4 separate regions of the Sus scrofa genome follow, and all the other regions are linked to region 3. The links are chromatin contacts, called in public HiChIP or PLAC-seq and promoter capture Hi-C maps. All regions are on one chromosome and are shown on one strand. Each heading gives the region's core, a stretch centred on a gene start, on an enhancer-like site or on the middle of the called end of the contact. The rest is flanking DNA. Distances are from core to core; before and after follow the strand shown. Region 1 holds the start of MYNN (myoneurin). Region 2 holds the start of LRRC34 (leucine-rich repeat-containing protein 34). Region 3 holds the start of SEC62 (SEC62 homolog, preprotein translocation factor). Region 4 holds the start of PHC3 (polyhomeotic-like protein 3).

Region 1 (3,931 bases), core at 243-2,742, 230 kb after region 3:
GTGCGAATACTGCATTTTGATATCACAAACGAATTTTACCCTTGTTCTAAAAAACAAAAATAAATAGTAAATTAGTAAACCTAAGCTGTCATCAAACTTTTCACGCAACAAGAATAAAGTCTGTTCTCATTTTACGTCCCCAGAAAATTCACAGATATGGTTAAAAAATGCCGAAGGGACAAATGCCTTCCTAGCTTTTATTTCATCTTGGTCAACTAACACAATCCTTTGGACGCGGTAATAAATGGCGACGCGAGAAAATATTTCCACAAAGCGGGGAAAAAAAGGAAAAAAAAAAGCACTGCAAAATTCCACGCTTTTGGATCAGCTGAACTTTCACTTTCAAGCTCAGTAGGCAAACATATATTTGGGAGAAAAAATCAACCACTAAAAGAATGATCGTTGGGGCAAACTGAGTAAGGACACGGTACGAGGTCTTGAAAACTGCTCCCCAATGAAACCTGTTACATAGTGGCTTCAAAACGCTAGACGGGTGCCGAGGGGGCAGGGCCAAGAGTTGTCAAAGGTTAGGTCACTCACCCCGAGGAAGCCACACCCCTTCCTTCCCCACTCGAGGTGGTATCATAGGGTGACAACCAAAGCCGATCTCTCCTGGTTTCTGCCTCCCTGCCCTTCGCCCAGCTCCCACTCCCGCGAATTCCCACAGCAGAGGTTGTGGCCAAGGCCAACACCAGGACTGCCTCGCCCGAGCTTTCAACGTTAACACTTGGCTCCGACAACAGCTCGCGCTCCAAGGAACCTGCCCTCTAGTGACCCAGGATCTGGAGGGAGCTGGGATGGCGGGCTGGGGGCAAAGACAGAACTCACCTATAGCAACCCAAGGGGAAACACTGTTTCTTCACTCTCACTCCGCCATATTGGAAGGACGTCACTGGGCTACGCTCCGCCTCTCCCTTCCTACTCCAAGGCGACGTCACATCCGGCTCTGGGAGATCCGTGGCAACAGCGTAGGCTCTTAGGACCGTGGAGATCTAACACCCGCCTGGAAGAGGCTGGCGCACAGAGAACCCCCTCCCTAGCGGGCCAGGAGACCCGGAAACTGGAGAGTCATAGATACGAGATCTAAGGGGACGCTCACAGCGCCCCGCCTCTCTTCCTCATTCTGAGCATTCTGGTTGGCTGACCGTCAGCATCTCGCGCACGACTCGTGTTGCCGGCCAAGGCTGCTTTCCGCTGCACAGCGCGCCTCTTTCCGGGAGCCAAATTGTGCATTGCATGCTGGGGCTTGTAGTTAGTTGCTCGACTTCTCCCATCAGCCTCACCTTTCTTGAGGCCCCACCGGTGGGAACAGCTGCTTTATATACTTGGGCTCTCGACCATGGGAATTTTTGAGCTGAGACTGATCACTCCTTTTTAGTTTACCTACCCAAAAGCTCTTGTTTGCATCAGCCAACCGGAATCCAGTTTGCAGGATACCCTTACCTGGTGTTGGAAGCCTGGGATGCACGAAAGCGGTGCAAAGCAGTAGGGCATACTGGGCATGCGCGTGGGGAAAGGTGGGCTTTATACCGGAAAATGTTCTGCGTCTGGACTAGAAAAACTTTAATACAATGATTTACGTTGTATTCAGATTTTGTACAGTGAGGGAAAGGGGTGCCGCTTATCTGCATAAAATGAAAAGACAGAAACAGTAAGATAAGTCATGCTGATATGTTAGGGTGAATTATACCACGCTTGGACATTATAAATCTAAGAAAACCAAAACTTCAACATTTTTTTCTTGTTAAAAGTTATATGAGGATCGTAGGAAGTTTACTCGCGACTTTATTTTTCAGGACAGTGTCAACTTGAGTTTCTTTTCTTCTCTCCTGAGATTTTTTTAAAAAAACAGATTCCGTTTGGTCTCTAAGTTTTCCTCAGTATGAATCATATTTTTGAATAAAACCACAACCGTTAGGAAAAAAAGAGGCTGGTTCTTTCTTGATTTTATGTTTATAAGTATAATTTTCTTTCTGATTGCACTTTTAGTTTTGTCAGAATCCTTTTTGGTAATTAATTCACTCAGATATTTATGAGCCTCTGCTATGTGTTGAACAGATATTGAGTATTTAGAAGTATAAAACATGGTCTCGGGTTTAGATAAATCTGTAATCTCAAGTGGAAAACCAAATGACTTGTAATACAGAGTCCTCAAGGGCTCCAGGGCTCCAGTTTTTGTGCTGTGTTTGATTACCTTGTTGTGGAAACTGGACCTCTCTGTCCACCAGTGCTGAATAGAAACAGGGAGACAAGAGTTTTGGGTGAAGGAGAAAAGTAACAGCTTTATTGCTTTGCCAGGCAAAGGAGGGCTATAGCAGACTAATGCCCTAAAGACTGTGCCCCCCTTTGGGAGAGAATAGGAAGTGGTTTTATAATTTGGAAGTAGAAAAATAGGGCCACAGATAAGGATCAGGGAAAATGCTGGCTTGCATTGTTTTTCAAAGTTGGTGTTTTTGTGACCCCAGGACTGGTTCTAGTGGTCCTTCTTTCCAGAATGAACAATCCTTCATCAGGTAGTTAACATCTTCCATTTGCTAGGGTCTTTTAGTTCTTTATCACATACACTGATAGTTAAGTCCACAAAACAAAGGATGGCACAAATCAACCGGGAATGCAGCCACCTCGGAGGCTGAACCTCGGAGCCCTGTGGGAACTCAGGAAGGAAACAAAGAATACCTGCCATCTAGCAACCACTCCCGAGAGCGAGCCCCCCCACCCTGCCCTCCTTGAAACTCAGGCTGTGAAAACACAGAACACTGGTGGAGATGCACATCAAAGGATGATTTCAGTGAGCCTAGACATTTGCATTCTTTCATAGAAAAGCGCTAAATTTCCCAACTTTAGATATCTGGTTTTCTGTAATCTTTCCTTCCTACTACCTGCCCTTTGGCACTCAAGGGAGGTCAAGGAGGCTGAATGAGGCCTATTTCCTAAAAAGAAATGGGGACAGAGAAAGGCTTTTGTGCCCAGGAGCCCCAAAGGGCCCTGCCCGGTAATGTTACCAGGCTGTACATTACATTATTTTTTCAGTATTAGGTTGTGAGATGTATTTAAATAAAACAAGCAATTTGAAATTTCCAAGATACTGCAAGTTTCTATCAAGATTATGTTTTACTGCAAGTTTCTATCAAGATTATGTTTTTGAAGAACATAATTTCATAAAACAAAGAGGGAGGAAAAGAAACAAAGGCACTGTTTCCGCCCGGTTTCGAACCGGGGACCTTTCGCGTGTTAGGCGAACGTGATAACCACTACACTACGGAAACCTTCCTAGTAACAAGCTCTCTGAAGTTTGTTGATATCGCTATTGTAACATGCAGCTTGAGCACTTCAAAGTAGATAAAGGAATTTTAAACAGATCAACAAAACAAACGAACAAAAAAAGGAAAATAAGCATAGATCCAATTAAATAGTACCACTATTTCAAAAGTTAGAATTTGCATATGCTTTTTTCAAAGGTAGTTAGAAACCCGGCACGCGTTATGTGCCTTTCTTTTGGGTTTAATTCCCTCCACGGAAAAGAAGTGTTGTATTAGTTTCTTTTCTCCTCGTTTAGCTGCTGAGAGTCCCGGATGAGTTTTAGGGCTTTGGCCGGCTAAGAAGGACCCGCAGCACGCGAACTCGCGCACCAACCTCCTTAGCAGTCATTTAGCTAGCGAGAAAGTAACCGGTTCAGCCTCTGGTGAAGGGATGTGTCATTAGCTTTTGAATCTTCTCTCCTGCTTAGGTACTTGCTTTAAAATCTTCTACATGGTGTGTAAAATTGAGGGGGTTAAAAAAAAATAATAATCAGACACCAAGATGCACTTTGGCGCACAATGAACATAAATTTTTCTAAGTCCGAACTTCATATGACGTACTGAATATCGTTTTCCCCGTGAAGAAGCAGACACATTCTTCTGCCTAAAAATCAAGAACTTTTAGGGAACCA
Region 2 (3,585 bases), core at 1,060-3,559, 170 kb after region 3:
AACAGATGCTGACTCACAGACATTGAAAAACTTATGGTCTCTAGAGGAGACAGTTTGGGGGTGTGGGGGGATGTGCTTGGGCTGTGGGATGGAAATCCTGTGATCATTATACAACTACAGATGTGATAAATTCATTTGAGTAATAAAAAAAAAGGAAAGAAAACCTTGAATTTGCAAAGTGCAACAATTTACATAAATTTCCATTGTATTTACAACTGTTTACATAGCATTTACATTGTATTAGTTATTATAAGTAGTACAGGGGTAACTTTGCACAGCTTAGGTGCAAATACTATGCCTTTTATATAAGAGACTTGAGCATCCAAAATGTTGATATTAGAGTGGGTCCTGGAACCAGTTCCAGAGGATACAGAGGGATGAAGTAAAACGACAATAACCTTACCTATTCTCTTTGGTTCTGACTTCTAGCAAGCTCAGATTTAAATTAGCTCGCTCACTCTCTTGCTCGCACTCTCTCTCTCTCTCTCTCTTTCTCTTGGTTCTTGACACATAAACACGCAGTAAATCCACTCTGTTTCCTTGCAGACAGTTCGGCAATATCCTTCTCTCCTGCTCCCTAGCTCCCAATCAGGGATTGTTTTTTCCAAACTACATCCCTCTTCCATATCTGGAAATCACTGGGGGTAATGAGAAATGTTCTAATGGAAATAAGTTACACATTTGGTTGGTTTGTTTTTGGCCTTCTATTTGATACACGTTTTGACACTGTGGGCTGCAGTTCTGTGTAAATACTGTTTTTGGTTTTGTTTTGCTATGGCAGATAGGGTAGGTGCCATTTGTGTGGTTAAAGCACAGCTGTTTTTCTTTTATTCTGTCCCAACCCTGTTTGTTAGTCACTCTCTAGAACAAACGTCTGATTCTGCCCTTCTTGCTCCCATGGGAGAATATTCTTCCCTTCTCCTGGGGCAGCAATTAATGAATCCTCAACCTCTTTTTACTTTCCCCTATTTTCTTAACTCAGAATAATTTAAGGGAGGGATAGGGAAGGGCAATTGCTGAATTGTACCTACACTCACACTTTAATATTTCAGGCTACCTCTCCACTTTGTTGGTAGCACATGAGATAAATGAAAATATAATTGTCTTTTCTACCATCATCATGTTTAATATGAAGAAATACTTCTCATGATGCTTAACATCTGTGGGCTACATAGAGATTCAAGAGACCTCTGCTTTGCCTGGCCCAGTTTCTTGGCAGAGGAGTGGAATTGCCTGGTGGGGTGGCAGGAGAGAGAGAGGACTCAGACATTTTGTTTTTCACTTTTGAACTGTTTTCATAAATGGCCTGTTTTCACCGTGAGCATCTTCCTCCTACCTTTTCTCAGGCAATGAGTCTCTAGCTCCAGAGTCCTCTGCAGGGCCCTTCCATTTCCTTCTCTTTGATCTATGGCCCAAACAGGTTCTTTCCTTCCCTCCTTTCTCTTCTTCTCTCCTGGGGCCCATGTACCAAATCCTGACCATGTTACTGTAACTATCACTGGGTTCTGTCTCCTTCTCATTCCTCCTGGGCAGCTTCAGACCTCATCTTCCCTAGGTGGTGTCAAACCCATTCTCTACCAGCTGTTCTTCATGTGAGAGTGTCCAACGCCCTGCCCAGAACAGCTGTGCTTATTAGAGGATGCCCAAGACACACACACACACACACACACACACACACACACACACGAATCTGTGCTCATCTGAGCAGCCCCCAAATACCTGCACGTCTCCAAAAAGCACAAGGCAGTTCTACTCTCTGGCAGGTTCACCCGGGTCAGTCAGGATGATACCTCCTCCAAGGAGCCTTTCCTGATGCCACCACCCCTCCACAAGGCCAACCTACAAGCCCCTTTATGTTCCCTTAGCTCTGTGCCCTTTCCGTGCTAGTGCCACTCTGCTTTTGCACCTGGCCTCCGCAGGTATGTGCACACTTTGGGGGAGCGTACTGTGTCATAATTGTCTTTGTATCCTGACCCATCAGCCGTGCCTCTAAACTTCAAAAACTTCTCCGACCCAGCAGCCGTGCCTCTAAACTTCAAAAACTTCTCCGCAAAGGAGCGGAGGTGCTCTCCTTTAGTGTGTCTTTAACCCAGGGCAGGTGACCTGGACCCAGACGGGGTGACCAAAGAGCCTCCGCGGGCACTGCCTGCTCAGTTAGGCCTCAGGAGCCAAGCGTGTATTGGCAGAGGTCGGCTCCACTGGCTAGGGCCAGCGATCAAGGTCCCAAGGTCCCAAGTTCCAAGGGTGGGTCTGCTCCAGGCCCAGTTTGCCTGCCTTCCGGGGGTGGGGCTGGCGCACGCGCGCGGTCGTCATGACAACAACGTCGCCGCCGCCGGCGGGGTGCCAAGACCATGCAACACCAAGCGGAGGCCAGGCCAGAGTCGGGGTCCATGACACCCGCCCCCGCTACGACCCCTACCCCGGTCTGGGCTGCGGCTGTCGGTAACGGTAAGAAATGGGGTGTCCTTCGGCGCCGGCCAGGGCCCAGACGAAACGCGGGAAGGGCTTCAGGGCCAGACCTATTCTTCTGAGCAGGTTTCGCGCCAGAGGTGGCCCGGAGGTCGGGTGTCCCCGGTAACCCAAGCCGTGGCCGCAACTTCTGGGCGCCTCCAAACGCTGGCAGGCTGGAGGGGAGCCCCAACATCCCAGGGCAGTTGAGCTGTCCTGGAGCACGGTAGGTTGTCCTGTGAAGTAAAGTGTGTCGTCAACTCGGAGAAGTTTGTCTGGATAAACTTCTTGGGGCCCTTCTTGGGAAGTCCCCACAGAGCAGGGCCCAGGCGGCGAGAGGGTCTGGAAACTGCACTTTGCACCTCTGTGCCACCTGTTTTTTTTGTTTTTTGGGGGGTTTCTTTCTTTTTTCTTTTTTAAGAGCCTCACCCGCTGCATATGAGGTTCCTAAGCTAGGGCTCTAAACAGAGCTGCACCTGCCGGCCTCCGCCACAGCAACGCCAGATCCCAGCAGCGTCTGCGACCTACGCCACGGCTCATGGCAACGCTGGATTCTTAACCCACTGAGCAAGACCAGGGATTGAACCCCCAATCTCATGGTTCCTAGTCGGACTCGCTTCCCCTGCACTACAAAGGGAACTCTGTTTTGGTTTTTTTTTTTTTTTTTTTCTAATGGCAGCACCTGCGGCATATGGAAGTTCCCAGGCCAGGGGAGTCAAATCAGAGATGCAACTGAGGCCCATGCCACAGCCACAGAAACACGGGATGGAGCCACATCTGTGACCTACCTGGAGCTTGCGCCAATGCCAGATCCTTAACTCGCTGAGCGAGGCCAGGGATCTGACATCCTCATGAGGACAATGTTGGGTCTTAACTCACAGAGCCACAATGGGAGCTCCCCACCTGGGTTTTAAGTATTTCTGCACTCATGAATGATCTTGTAGCAAGTTAAGCGTAGCTTGGACACCCCTTCTCTCTCCATCTTTTTCGTTTTGCACAATTGTGTGCTTGTAGCTACGAAACTGCTTCAGAAGCCTCGCGTATTCCTCACAGCACTTAAAGATGGGTATTGTTATGCTCTGCTTTTAGAGTAAGAGGAAGTTTAAGATTGAAAAAAATTTAAGTAACTTGTTCAGC
Region 3 (3,570 bases), core at 128-2,627:
ACAACTTCAATACAAATTCTAATAAAAGGTTTATGTATCCATGTCTGACCAATAATACTAAATTTTGAAAGACGAGGAACAGTATAATTAGAAACTTCTTTAATACTCTTAAGCTTTGCTTTTATGACCTGTCTGAAATTGGGGGAATCTGTCTCTTTCTGATCCCCTTCTTTGCTCTTTTTGAAACTCCTTATTTCTGCCCAACTCCAAATTTACTGATCACTGGCATCTTTTTCTTTTTTTCTAGTACTTAAAAGTTTTTAGGAGAATTTTAACTTGCATAGCTCAAATCACCTGTGGTGTAAGCCAGACAAGAGATTAACTTTTAAAAAATGGGTAAATAAAAATTTGACAGAGCGCCATTCTAAACAATAACATAGTAAGGAACAGAGAGACAATGATGAGTGTAACGATTTATGATTAGTGTATTAACAATTTACAATGTGATATCAACTTATGATGACCCATGAAGGTTTCTAGGCACACAAGCTAATAATGAGACAATACAGAGCCTAAGATGTTCCACGTATTTAATCCTGTTGGCAAAGAGCAAGAACAACAGGGGGGAAATTGCAAAGAAGAAATACACAGATGACAGGCATGTGGAATGAGGGAGGGATGCTATGTAGGTTATGAGGATGACACACTGGCATGCGAAAGGTTTCTGGGCGCAACCCGCTCGCTGCAGTACGGAAGTTGTGTTTATTTACACTCTGTCGCCTGAAAGAAAGCTGGAAAGCTTCAACTGGACTCAAGTTAATAACAGTGAGAAGAAAGGAGGGTTCACGCAAACGAACATCTGGATCGCCGCCTGGGCCCCCGGGGCAGCTGACCAAACCCAGATCACTCCTCCCCACATACGGTCCTCGTATTTGCGCACAAAGAACTGGCAGCTTTAGGTCGGTCCTCCGCTTCCTTCTACCCTATTTACTGTGGCCTTAATTTGGGGACAGTCAAGACGAAAGGATGGGGTGGAGAAGGGAGGGGAGGAGCCCGGGGAGGGTCGGTGTCGGCGCTCGGCGGACGTGGACCTCCTAGGGCAGGCCCCTGCCGGCGCCACCACCGGAACCCTGGGCTGGCGGCCGCGCCTTCGCGTCCGATTCCGAGAGCGGCGCCTCGGGTCTTCCTCCGCTGCCCCAGTATCTCCGCCTCAGACACCACCGTCGCCAGCACCGCCCTCCCTCAGGCCCCTCACTTCGACGCAGCCCGTAACCAGCGGGCTCGCGGCGGAACCCCACCCCACCTCGCCCTCGACTTCGCTTGCCCTTCCCGGGAGCTTTCCCTGCTTCTTCCATTTTCAAGCGCCCTAAAGTCTCCTATCCCAGGGCTCGACTTTGCTACCTGAATCCGCTTCTTGTGCCGCCTGCGTTCCGCCATGTTGGCCGCTCCTCCCGGTTCCCTCTGACGTGGAGCGAGGCGGGGGCGCTGGAAACCTCGCGAGAGCGCGCTGCTGAGCCCGTTATATAACCTGGCGGCTGGCGGCGGGGGAGGGAAGCTGGCGAGAGGCGGATACCCAGGCGAGCCCCGGGAGTATTGGCAGCGCCTTGTCTCCCGTTTTTCTTCGGTTACTTTTGTTGCAGGAACTGGAAATCGCTGGGACCAGAAGGAAGTTGAAAAGTAGATCAAAGGACGTAAGGACTGGAAAAAGTCTTCCGTTCTCAAAACTGACTGAGCATCTGACACCTGGGAAGCTACTGAAATACAGATTCCCGGGCCCCACCCCCCTAGGAGTTGGTTCGTTTTGGGTGGAGCCTTTCACAGAGGATTTATAGACGTCTCTAACTGTGGCACTCTCTTGCCAATGAGCCCTGTCCTATCCATTCCCCACGTGTAAATTCTAAGCCCACTTTAAAGATGGGAAAGCTGAGACCACAGAGGTGCAGCGACATGAACTAAGTTATCGAAGGCTCCACAGTTGGTAGACGACGGCACAGCCGAAATCTAAGCCAATTATCTTTCCTTGTGCAATGTTGGGGGTAGTCAGGTTCATCTGAAACAAACTTTCGATTCGCTATTCCGTTTTTGATGTTGCTTCTGAAAACGCACCTTTAGAATCCAAGAGTCAAAGAGAACCCAGGGAAATAGAAGCAACTAATGAATAGGAGAAAGATTCTTAAGAATTGGGAATGAAGAAGATTGCAGGTTACTTTGAATCTGGTGAATTTACTGCTGTAACTATTATTTTAGAGGTACCTAGATCAAAGAGAATGGGCTTAAAATGCTAGTGTTTTTAGATAGAAATTCCCATGATTTTATGGAAATTTTAAAGCATTTTAAATGGTAAAAAATTGGGAAAATACAGAAAAGACAAAAATAAAAACCCCTAACGCTACCGCCCAGAGATCTGTTATTATTTTCTTCCAGTATTTTTTCCTACTGTGTGTGTGTATATTTGTATTTACATGTTTCTCAGTTCCTCCTCAACTGAAAATATACTGCATATGTTATGCAGTAGCCTTTTTTTTTCACTTAATGCTATGTTGAGCATTTATTATATCATTTAAAAGTTCATTTCCCATATTATATATGTAACCTAATAGCAATTAAATATTAAGACAAATAGTATCATATTGATGTCTATTGTTTTATAAAATAAGATGGCTGAAGTTCTTTTCTGGACTAGGCAATTATGCACTCTCAGGGCAGGGTCAGCAAGTCATTTAATTCCTTTCCCCCCTATAATTAATAATTAGGGTATATATAGTCAGAGATGGGGTGAAAAAAAGATGATTCCTATCAGTCAACCCAAAACATAACACTGGGTATGAAATGTCTTTATTTCCTTCAGTCCTTCTCTCCATCCAAAAGGAGGATAGAACTGTTTGGTATTGTTTCATTTAGAGAACATGGATTCTTTTCATAGGAAAGTTTGTTTATAAATGAAAGTATTATTGCACTTAATAGATGCTGAATGCCTACCAGATTCAAAATGCTAGGCTAGGACTATGATGGGGAAGAAAACCATTTGTGGACAATGATGCTACTGCCCCACCTCCTTTTTCTGCAGAATTTTTTTTTTTTTTTTTTTTTTTTAACGGTTGCACCTGCGACGGTGTATCAGAAGAGTTTTAAATTACTGTCCCTACATTCTTACTGACATTTACTCCTTACACTACAATGATTTGGTTTCTACGTCAACCATCCATTAATAATTCATGTCAAATTCAATAGCTTCTTTTGTAACATCTCATTATGTATTTGACAATATTGACCATTCATTTAATTTATTCTCCTTTTTTTGGCCTTAAGGATATTGGGTTCTTCCTTCTGATTTCTTTTTGGCTCCTCTCTCTTTACCTAGCTCTTAAATGTTCCTGTCCACCACGTTTTCACACTCATCCCTTTTCTCTATGCATTCTGGAGATTTTTATTCATGCTTACAGCTTAATTCCAAAATACTGCATACATATTTATTTCTAGCTGTCTTCTGGGTATCTCTGCTGGATGTTGAACTAGAAATCACCATTTCACCCTTAAAACCTGCCCCTTTTACAGTATTTTCAAACTATGGTAACTGCATCACTATTCACTTAATCACTCATGCTACAAACCTTGGAGGTATCCCAACCA
Region 4 (3,381 bases), core at 397-2,896, 220 kb before region 3:
ATTCTTGAGAGTTGAATGACAATGGCATCATGAGCAAGTCAGAAAAGAAGAAAAAGTAGTATTTTATCTTTAAACATCTAGGAATTCCCATCGTGGCTCAGTGGTTAATGAATCTGACTAGGAACCACGAGGTTTTGGGTTCGATCCCTGGTCTTGCTCAGTGGGTTAAGGATCTGGCATTGCCATGAGCTGTGGTGTAGGTTGCAGACGTGGCTTGGATCTAGCATTGCTGTGGCTCTGTTGTAGGCCGGCGGCCACAGCTCTGATTAGACCCCTAGCCATATGCCACGGGAGCAGCCCTAGAAAAGGCAAAAAGACAAAATTAAAAAAAAAAAGCATCTATAGAGACTTTTCAAGGAGACTTTCTCAGTGCGTTCTCTTAGGAGTAGTAGGAAGGGCTTTGCTTTCAGATAGGAAAATAAGGTAAAGGAACAATGTCATCAAATGGTGAAAAGTGGTAAAGGGACAATATAGCTCATAAAGGAAGTGGTCTTTTCCCTTCCCTAAGTATATTGTGGATTTCCAAGATTAAGTATACTTTTTAGTAGATTGTACTACATTTTAAAATGAATTTGTATCATGAATTCATTATTCAGTTCTTGAAATTCAACTCCACCATCTTAATAAATGCAAAAAGAAGACATTGCTAATGGAATCCCCATTGTGGCTCAATGGGCTAAGGACCTGATGTTGTCTTTGCAAGGATGCAGATTCCATCCCTGGCCTCACCCACTGGGTTAAGGATCCAGCCTTGCCACAAGATGGCAGATGCAGGTTGGATCCAGTGTAGCCATGGCTGAGGCATAGGCCTCAGCTGAAGTTCTGATTTGACCCCTAGCCTGGGAACTTCCAGGCGCAGCTGTAAAAAGGGAAAACAAAACAAAACACACAAACAAAAAACCAAAACATTCCTTGTGATTGGTATGCTTTTTTTGGTGAAGGACAGTAAAGATTTATCATTCCTTAAACTTAAGTTTTCCAAAGCACTTAATGGGTATGTTTCAGAACATTTGGATTGTGAGGATAGCTCTATAAAACCCACTTAACTCTACAGATTAAGACTTGTTGGAAGACACGGACTTGTTTCACTTATCTTTACATGTTTGTCTCATCCTGCCTCAGAGTAATTGCCATCTATGCAGAGTGTAATAAACTACATTAGCACACTGGTGGACATTTCTGCTTGTTGCCTGCAGTATGGAAGCTTGTAATGCCCACTAAGCGCCCACTAAATTCATGTCAAAGATATGAATGATATTCACATGGTAGTCAGGATGATTCCTTAACTGGCCACCTCACGGGGGTCAGGAACACTGAGTTCAAGGCTTCGCATCCAATCATCGGCTTATTATTCTCTTCCACCTCACCTCTTTGCAGTTTGCCTATGCTTTGGTATATTTTAGATGTCCTTAAAATTTTTAATTTAACCGTCTAATCAGAACTTTTCATAACCTGGTTACAGATTCCTCTTCAAAAGGAGAAAGACCCTGGGCAAGAGAAAGCGAGTGTTTGTAGGTGAAACACCGGTATCTAAATTGGGGAAACCTGGTCAATTCCCAGAGCTGGCAAGGGTTGACTTGGGAGGGGGTAATTGGAAGACGAGGACTCCACGTGACTTCGGGGGCCAGAGGCTGAGCTGACCCCGCCCTTTCGCCCTCCGCTGCCGCCGCCGCCGCGGCCGCCAGGGGGGCGCATGCGCAGCTTGTGTTAGTGATGGAGGAGAGAAGATGGCGGAAGCGGAGTGAGTGACTTGCTGGTGACTGATGTCGTAACCGGGGGGCGAGTGGGGGCAGCGACACATCCCCCAAGGGGAAAGCTCAGGGCCTTTTCGCGGGCACTGCGGAGAAAGGGGGACGTGAGAGCTTCTTTATCGTGGAAGAGCGCGCTTCGCTCTTGTAGGGGGACGGAGGCGAACTGTAAGGGTCCAGCTGCCTCAGGCGGGAGCACCCCTTCCGCCGTCTGGTCCGGGATCTGCGGGGCCTTGAGCAGTGGGTTATCCCTCGGACCCCAACCGTTAGGGTCTTTCGGAAGATGAGCCCGGGTGGGCTCCTCAAGCGCTGTCATCTCTGCAAGTGGGCCCCGCGGGCAGCCTTGTTACGGCTGCCCGCGCCGGGGGCCCGCGGAGGCTGGGTAGGGCTGGGCGGGCACTGCCAGGCCTCCTTCGCGCTCTCCTCCTTCCCGCCCCGGCGCCACTCCGCTCCTCCTCAGTGGGAGAACCAGCGACTTGGGTCTGTTCGCCACCCTTCTCCCGGGAGGCTTGGAGGAGGTGTCCCAGCGCCGGCTTTAAGGAGGCGCGGGCTGTTGCTGTTCTGGCGAGCCTGAAAATACTCTGGAAGGAAAGCTCTTCTTTCCCTCGGGTCTCTGGCTGCAGTGTTGATGCCGCCCTAGAGGGCTACATTCTTGTGTGGTGTGATGGTATGCTTAGTTAGCGACTCAAACTTAGTGTTTCCTGGGTAGGCCGCTTGTGCAGCAGAACTGCCGTTTGTGTTCTGCAGGCAATGCTATGCATAGACGATGGAGTTACCAAAATTGCTCTTTTGTGCCTGGTCTCCAAATGAAGTGCAGTGGTTTGGCCGGTTATACCCACCGATATTTAGACTTGTGCCTAGAATTTGGATTCTCTGTGACCATTTTTGGTTAGTTACAGAACTGCTTACCCTCAGGTTTGGGGTTGAGGACGTGGCTGAGCAGAATAGTACTGTAAAGAGAATTTAAGCTGGCTTTTTGCATATCGTTGCTTCGTGGTTCAGAAGTGTTACTACAGGTAATAATTTGGTAAAAAGTTTATCTCCCACCCTATCTGTATGATGTTGAATAGTTAACCATGCGATGCTGTGATTTGATGATTGGAAGGCAATTTGAAAAACTACCAAAACCCCTTAAAAGTCAGAGAAGCGTAAAGATATATGTCATCTATTAATCAAAAAAAATTAGTAAGTGAAGAGTTGCCCCCCCCTCACTTTTCCTCTTATTAAATCAGGATTTTGTAACATTCGATTCCTGGAAGAGCACATAAGTACTATTTATATACATGATATAAGAACAAAGAAAATTTGTATATAAAAGAACACCATATGGGAATAATGCATGCGTACACAATTAGCGCCAAATTCCTTTGTCTTTTCACAAAGTGGAAAGTGTTCTTCATATAGTTTAGTCAATGCTGCTCATGTGAGGTGGGTCAGATTTTGTTTCTCAGAAGAAAAACACAAGGCAGATAAAACTGTATTCTCAAGTGTGCTTTTCCTCATTGTGGTGCATTTCTGACACTACAAAAAGTACTGTAATTCTAGTTTCTGACAGTATTAAGGCCTTCAGAGTTGATTTGAAATATAATTTTTGAATTTATTCAAATACAGATTTTGTATTTAGTGGAATTTT

The links. Promoter capture Hi-C pulls out the DNA fragments that hold promoters and counts their contacts. HiChIP or PLAC-seq counts read pairs in DNA pulled down with a chosen protein or histone mark.
Region 1: an H3K27ac HiChIP or PLAC-seq map of alveolar macrophages shows a contact between it and region 3. The contact joins the promoter of MYNN here to the promoter of SEC62 in region 3. A contact is called at or near these places in 1 of 5 promoter capture datasets (liver), 22 of 47 Hi-C or Micro-C datasets (alveolar macrophages, brain, embryonic fibroblasts and 12 more) and 2 of 2 datasets of contacts at active chromatin or transcription factors (alveolar macrophages and skeletal muscle).
Region 2: a promoter capture Hi-C map of liver shows a contact between it and region 3, with 2.6 times the contacts expected there. The contact joins the promoter of LRRC34 here to the promoter of SEC62 in region 3.
Region 4: an H3K27ac HiChIP or PLAC-seq map of alveolar macrophages shows a contact between it and region 3. The contact joins the promoter of PHC3 here to the promoter of SEC62 in region 3. A contact is called at or near these places in 1 of 47 Hi-C or Micro-C datasets (embryonic fibroblasts) and 2 of 2 datasets of contacts at active chromatin or transcription factors (alveolar macrophages and skeletal muscle).

What each region holds. Positions count from the first base shown.
Region 1 is chr13:108,432,755-108,436,685 of Sscrofa11.1, reverse strand. It overlaps MYNN (myoneurin), which reads right to left and starts at 1,492. Exons shown (of 7, transcript XM_005669990.3): 1 at 829-1,492; 2 at 1-46. The coding sequence starts at 15. It overlaps ACTRT3 (actin-related protein T3), which reads left to right and starts at 2,320. Exons shown (of 2, transcript XM_003358668.4): 1 at 2,320-3,931. It overlaps TRNAV-AAC (a tRNA gene), which reads right to left and starts at 3,266; the gene lies at 3,194-3,266.
Region 2 is chr13:108,485,840-108,489,424 of Sscrofa11.1, reverse strand. It overlaps LRRC34 (leucine-rich repeat-containing protein 34), which reads left to right and starts at 2,309. Exons shown (of 10, transcript XM_021069765.1): 1 at 2,309-2,448. The coding sequence starts at 2,352.
Region 3 is chr13:108,658,293-108,661,862 of Sscrofa11.1, reverse strand. It overlaps SEC62 (SEC62 homolog, preprotein translocation factor), which reads right to left and starts at 1,377. Exons shown (of 8, transcript NM_001105305.1): 1 at 1,342-1,377. The coding sequence starts at 1,377.
Region 4 is chr13:108,881,885-108,885,265 of Sscrofa11.1, reverse strand. PHC3 (polyhomeotic-like protein 3) reads left to right here and starts at 1,646. Exons shown (of 16, transcript XM_021069777.1): 1 at 1,646-1,741. The coding sequence starts at 1,728.